Regions from separate parts of the Sus scrofa genome. Here region 1 is linked to region 2. A link is a contact called in public HiChIP or PLAC-seq data. All regions are on one chromosome and are shown on one strand. The core of a region is the stretch at or near the end of the contact, and the rest is flanking DNA. Distances in the headings are between cores, read along the strand shown. Region 1 has its middle 7.2 kb from the start of DNAH7. Region 2 has its middle 34 kb from the start of SLC39A10.

Evidence for each region. HiChIP or PLAC-seq counts read pairs in DNA pulled down with a chosen protein or histone mark.
Region 1: a contact with region 2 is called in an H3K27ac HiChIP or PLAC-seq map of alveolar macrophages. The contact joins two enhancer-like sites. A contact is called at or near these places in 1 of 47 Hi-C or Micro-C datasets (embryonic fibroblasts) and 1 of 2 datasets of contacts at active chromatin or transcription factors (alveolar macrophages).

What each region holds. Positions count from the first base shown.
Region 1 is chr15:99,992,961-99,996,091 of Sscrofa11.1, reverse strand. No RefSeq gene overlaps it. Among named protein-coding and RNA genes, the nearest start is that of DNAH7, 7.2 kb to the right of the region's middle. Within about 2 kb of position 1,346, at least 13 of the 83 cell types and tissues checked have an H3K27ac peak or open chromatin away from gene starts, as enhancers often do. A contact at or near this core is called in alveolar macrophages, where this site is marked.
Region 2 is chr15:99,549,529-99,552,821 of Sscrofa11.1, reverse strand. No RefSeq gene overlaps it. Among named protein-coding and RNA genes, the nearest start is that of SLC39A10, 34 kb to the left of the region's middle. Within about 2 kb of position 1,996, at least 11 of the 83 cell types and tissues checked have an H3K27ac peak or open chromatin away from gene starts, as enhancers often do. A contact at or near this core is called in alveolar macrophages, where this site is marked.

The DNA.
Region 1 (3,131 bases), core at 97-2,596, 440 kb before region 2:
TCCTATATCTGTCCTGGTCATGTAGAGCACAGGGCAATGCAGCTGCCATGTGGCCCAGGTCACATTCTGTACACGTCACCAGCACTTGACACAATCCATGAACAAATGATTTATAGGGTTATTTTAGAAAGCCTTTCACATAAAAGTAAAGAGGAAGGCCCAGGGAAGTTGCAATGCCTACTTTTTACTAAGAGCTAAGCTTTCCTTACAGTATCTGAATCAGGCCCCAAAGCAGTTCTAAAACGTTGTGATTCCAGTTTTGAGAAAAGAAAATAGTACTTCAGGAATGCAAAGCAATTTGTTATCCTTCAACCAGTACAGACAAGGTCTGGATTTTTTTTTTTTTTTTTTTTTTTTAGATACAATTGTCATATAACACTGTATTCGTTTTAAGTTGTACAATAGAATGATTTGGTATATGTATATATTGTTACATGATCATCACAATATGTTTAGTTAACATCCATCCAAAGTCAGGATTCATACTAGCTTTGATTCCAGAAAACAGCCTCTTTTACTACACTATACTCCTTCCCTAGAGACAGAAATCATATCTTTCCTCCTTCAATTACCAGAAGCATTTTGGTGTTGAAGTTACAGAAAACAGGACTTATTAAATTAGTTACAAGGTCAAATAAAGTATTTGGCAGGCTAAGAATTGTTGGATTGGGCTTATACTCAACCTTTGATCAGGAAAAGAGGACACTTTACAGTATGTTCTTTGGAAAGATTACCAAAGTAAATAAAGAGAAAGTTTTCTAGCTGCCCCAAGCAATCATGAAAACACTGCATATCTATGCGATTACCTAGCAAAGTCTAAGAGCATTTTATTGAGCAAATAAAAAGTCCAGAGCGAAGTCAGTGCCAGTGACCTTTAAGCCACCTGAAAAACGCTGAACGTGATGAAGTACAGCACGTTCCCAAAGTCCATAGACATAAGGTCGAGAGTCAAAGCTTTTGACTCTTTGGCTTACAGTGAGCATATTACCAGAATTCCTGGGGAGGAAGAACTGATGTTTCTCCAAATAAAAATGGACTGATTTTTTTTTATTGCTTCACATAGTCCAGAAGAAAAATGATTCAAGCATCACCTGAAAATATAGCATATCATAAGCATATACAAAATAGCCTTTTAGTAAAACCTGGTTCAACAAAGAAATCAGGTTACTTTCCAAACGTGTAATTTATTTGTTAGCACATGACTAATTTCTTGATGATTGTTAATGTATTAATTTTAAATATTCTATGAACCTGTGGTAAATGAATACTTTTATAGGGGAAAAGAAGTCTTTTTTTCCCCTCTGATTTGCAGGTGTATAATATCTCCCTCTAGTGTTCAAAGAAACCATGAACAAGAAACAAAGAAACCTGTGTTTTTCCAGATCTGTTTGTGATTAGTCAAAGGTCAAGGTGTGGTAATAAAACAGCATCGTGACTTGTTTTTAGGGGAACTGGTCCATATATAGCTCTGTAATTTCACAAACAAATACTGCATACATGAATTGTCAACCAAACGTCATAGGATTCTTTCTTTTCTAAGCTATCTGTTGTAACCCTAAATTTGTACTTGCATAACTATTTGTTAAAGGGTTGACAAAATATGTAATTTTTGAAATTCTAGTTTCCAGAAAGAGAATGTGAGAGCCTTGGGGCCTGAACCTTGGACCACCTTTCTTTTTGTTTCTATTTACTCTCTTTCACTCAATTTCATCTAAAACTCATGGCTTCAGTTACCATCTACCTATGGATGTGGTTCTAATCTGTTCCTTGATCTGAGCTATATCTAGTGCTGAATAGTTTTCAGTCCCCTCAATGTCTCACTTGGAAATATAATAGAAATCTCAAACTTCACATGTTTGAAAACCAAGTTTTTATTTTCTTGCACCTTCCATAATGTGCCCCAACCCTCACTTTCTCCATTTCAGTGAAAAGTACTACCATCCACCAAATAGCTCAGACAAAAGAAAAAACCCAACAGTCATTTCATCCTATTCTCATCCCTTACATCTTGTCCACCAGCAAGTCCTATCTGGTTTTTCTCCAAAATATTTCCCTGATTTGTCCCCTTCTCTCCATCTTCATTACTTTCCCCAAGTTCAAGCCACCATTGTTACTTCCTGAACAGTCCCTTGGAGGCTCCTAATTGGCATTCTTGCTTCCCCTCTTGCCCCATTTCAAATCATAGTTTCTCCACCTGATTAAAATGAGATCCTTCCTCACTGGGTTCCCGGCCTTCTTCAAGTCCTTGAATGTGTCAAGTTCATTCTCACATCCAAGCTTGCCCATTTCCTGGGAAACTCATTCTCGACATCTTTGAAAGGCTGGTTTCTTTTTGTCATTCCAGTCTCAGCTCAAAAGTCTTCTCCTCAGAGAGAATTTCTTTGACTGCCCTCTCTCTCATTGCCCGGTTTGATTTTCTTCAACTTTTCATCATCGGAAATAAAAAATTAAATAATGTCCTTTTTTCTCACTAGTTCTCTGTTTCTTTTTATTTGAACAGGAGCTGAGGTCTTGGCTTTCCCTGTCTCTTGCATGCCTAGAATAATGCCTGGCCCACAGCAGGTGTTCAAGAAATATTTGTTGACTGAGTAAATAAGGACAATGAAGATGAGTCCAGGTTCACAAAGAGAGAAAGTCATGGGCAGAGAAAAGAACACTATATTCTGGACTCTAAGTTGTACGTTCTATTTTCTCAACCTTATACTGTGCCCTTCAATCATAAAAAGTTGCCATACCACCTCAAAAGGAGCATGTGTAACTCACACCAGTACTCCTTCCTTCTACACATGCTATAGTTTCAAAAACTGAAGGTAAAAAAATTAAGTGGTGACAAATAAAAACATAACTCAGAACTCAGCTGCATAAACTTATATTTTAAAGGCAAATAAAATATTGTCTCATAAAAGATTCCCTTAGAGTCAGCAGAAATTTGGGCATAAAATCCTTAAGCAAGCATTTGGTTCATGTCTAAAAAAAAATCATTTTAGCAAAAAAAAAAAAATGCCTGGAACTGTCAAAGAAAACATAAGATCATAAGTGCAACTGACCTTGACACTGAGGGAACCAAAATATCAGCAAGTCAATTTCTGTTCTCCATGTGGTCTTTCGTATTTGATTAACTGAGGTAAACA
Region 2 (3,293 bases), core at 747-3,246:
CCCCACCCCAGCCATGCCTCAGACACAACACCTTGGGGGTCAGCCCTAAGACAAAGCAGAGCAATCAACATGATACTGGACTCAGAAACATTGCTTTTGCTGAAGGCCAAAGCTTTCCTGTTCTGTTAGGGCTGAGCCTTTTCCTAAGGGACTCAGAGTCCCTCATGCAGAAAGGTCTCTGGAGGACCAAGCTACCATCTTGCCAGATATATCCATGTCTGGATGAACCCTAGTAGTGGGCACAGTCTAGGTCACTAATCCCATTTATGAGGGCTAGACCCCATGAGTGAATCACCTCCAAAAGGCCCCACCTCCTCATACCATCACATTGGGGGTTAGAATTTCAACATGTATATTTTTTGGGGGTGTGGACACAAACATTCAGTCTATAGCAACAAATTATTAATGAAATTGTTAAAATCCATCTGTTACTGTCCCTGAGTCAATCCAATGTAAACAATTAGAATGCTAAGATTTTGCCTTATAATCACGGAAAATTATTTTTAAAAAACCCCAAGACTGCATATGACATAACATGAGGTGAACAAATGCAAAGGAAAATAAAATATGACACAGATTATATGGGAAAAGTAGTTGAAAGGATGGAAAATATTAAAGGAACTAATTTTTAACTCATTTTAGGCTTAAGAGGGATTACAGTTTTACAAAAGGGTCAAGCATGATGCACTTGCATTCTGTAAATAAAATTAACTTTAAATTTAAAAAATCAATATGGACAATAGAAAACTTTGACATATTAAACTATAGAAGAAAACTAACAGTAATATAGATTGGAGAAGACTATGTACTTAATTGTATCAGTCTCTTTTAACTTTCATTTTCAAGGTTATCACCCTTCAGTGAAGATAAACACTACTAAAAGCTTGTCAGCTCTTTTTGAGACAGGAAAAAGAATTCATTTTTCTGCCTGTCTCAAGGAGATAGATGTGGACATTGGTGTCCTTCTACAAAGCAGTCGATGAGTCTAAACAAGATGAAGTGGCAGCATGTTGACAGAGTATATTCAGAGGTGACAAGCAGTCTTGCAGACAGTGATGTTTTCTTCATTATTCTGTAGACAAGACTTTAGAGAGCTCTTACAATAGGAAAAGGGAAAAAAGTGCCATGCCAAGGTTGGAAGTTAGAGATGTACTGTGCCTTGAAGAGGGCCAGACAATGGATGTTTCTTTTGCTTGAAGGACAAGAAGCACTTTAAAAAATTTATTTATTTTTTATTTTTTGCTTTTTAGGGCTGCACCCCTGGCATATGGAAGTTCCCAGGCTGAGGGTCCAATGGGAGCTATAGTTGCTGGCCTATGCCACAGCCACAGCCACAACAAGCAGGGATCCAAGCCGCATCTGTGACCTACACCACAGTTTATGGCAACTGTATCCTCGACACACTAAGCAAGGCCAGGGATCGAACCCACATCCTCATGGATACTAGTTGGATTTGTTTCTACTGAGCCACGATGGGAACTTCCAATAAGCACTTTTTTTAAAAAAAGGGAGGTATATTAAACATTAATTTAGAGTATTCACAGATTAAAATATGCTTCAGACTTTTTTTTTTAAGGTTAGATTCAGAGTTCTTTTAAGAGAAATGTTGCAATTCCTTTGGCAAAGAGTGTCCTGGATAGCTCTTTGAACCATAGAAATGGTTAGAGCTACGAAGCTTTTAAAATATTATCTGGTCCAGTTGCCTCTTTTAAGAGAGTAGGAAGCTGAGGCCCAGTGAGTGTTAAGTAACTTACTTGGAGTAACAGGGCAGGGCCAACGCTAGCACTTTCAGTCTTCTAAGTTTGAGTTTATGCTACACTGCATATACATGATGGCATGTGAAATTATAGGACTTGTGTGTGTTTATGGTGTGTGTATATCTGTGTGTGTGTGTGTGTGTGTGAAAGAGAGAGAGAGAAAAATAAGTCTGTTCAGCTACCACCTCATGCCATTTTTTCCTTCAGTTAAGGCTCCCCCTGCTGGGTAATATGTAGGTGGGGCATAATCTGCTGAAAAACACTTGGCTGCCATTTCCTCTGTGTACTGTGTGGGATCGGTCAAGGTACAAATGTTGTTCTGTGGAGAAGGGTACCTCTACCCTTCTCCTCTTTTTTTGCCTTAAACTCTTTTTGAACAAAATTTTTTTTTTTTTTTTTAATGTAAAGTTTTTGGCATAAGCTGGCATGGGCCTAAGGCTGATTTACATTCCTTTGACCCTTCCTTCTGTTATTACTATTTCCACTGCACAGTGGCCTCTGTCCTCTGTACATTGGCAAATTGGCAGGAATTAGAGTAACATGTGGAATGGGTTGTTGTTGCTGCTTGAGTGGCTTTTATTAATTCCAATGCAAAAGCTGTAGACATCTTTTCTCTGGAGGAAAATTGGGCCTTCAAAGGGGTCAAGATTGTTAGCAAAAAATCTGTTTTGATAGTCAGCAACTGACTCAAGGAGGAGATATAAGCATATTGGGAAGCCAAAGGGCTGGACTACGGTGGATCTTACTTGTTTTTTTCTGCCTAGTATCCATTCCAACTTTCTTTGACAAAATTTTTTTTTCAGGAATGGAGTCTTTCTATGTTGAAAAATGGGAGGAGGGTATATATGATTCTGGTTATATTAATCAGATTTGTTCAATAAATGTGAAGCTTTAGTAAACAACAGAAAAGACTGAAATTGGTTTGAACAAGTTCATTTCAAGGGAGGGTGCTCTGGTGACTCCTGGAGCTCCCTTGGGTCTGACTGTTCGACTTGCCCATCAGTTAAGTGAACTGCTGCAGATATGCCTCTTTTTGTATAAGCAAATCAGATTTAGGGAACTAAGAGCATATATTATTTAAGTAAACTTGCAAGCTCTTGATAGAAATATGAAAAAAATAGATAATGGATGAATTTGTATGTTGGAAATTTTGCTTTGGTTTTGCTTATCTGCTACATTTGTGTTTATCATTCATAAGCATATGTGAGAATGTGTATCTGTGTGAGGATTCATATTTATCATAGGTCAGAAGTGAGAATCTGAAGATAGGAAAGGGTGATAGTGAGAATATCGGCAGGTATGTGAATGCTTTATATTCCTTATATGTTGTGAAGCTCGAAATATGGCTTAGAAAGTGTAAGTTGTGGAAGCAGCATAATATAAATCCATTTTTTGAAGAATCAAAGTAAGTTAGATATGTGAGTTTTGCTCTAAAAAGGAAATCAGCTTTAATAAAAGAAATTGTGAGGCAAATGAGACCTAGAAGTACTCTGTTGATTCAAGCATTATGTTGTTAATTGCTTCTCTTTAATGATA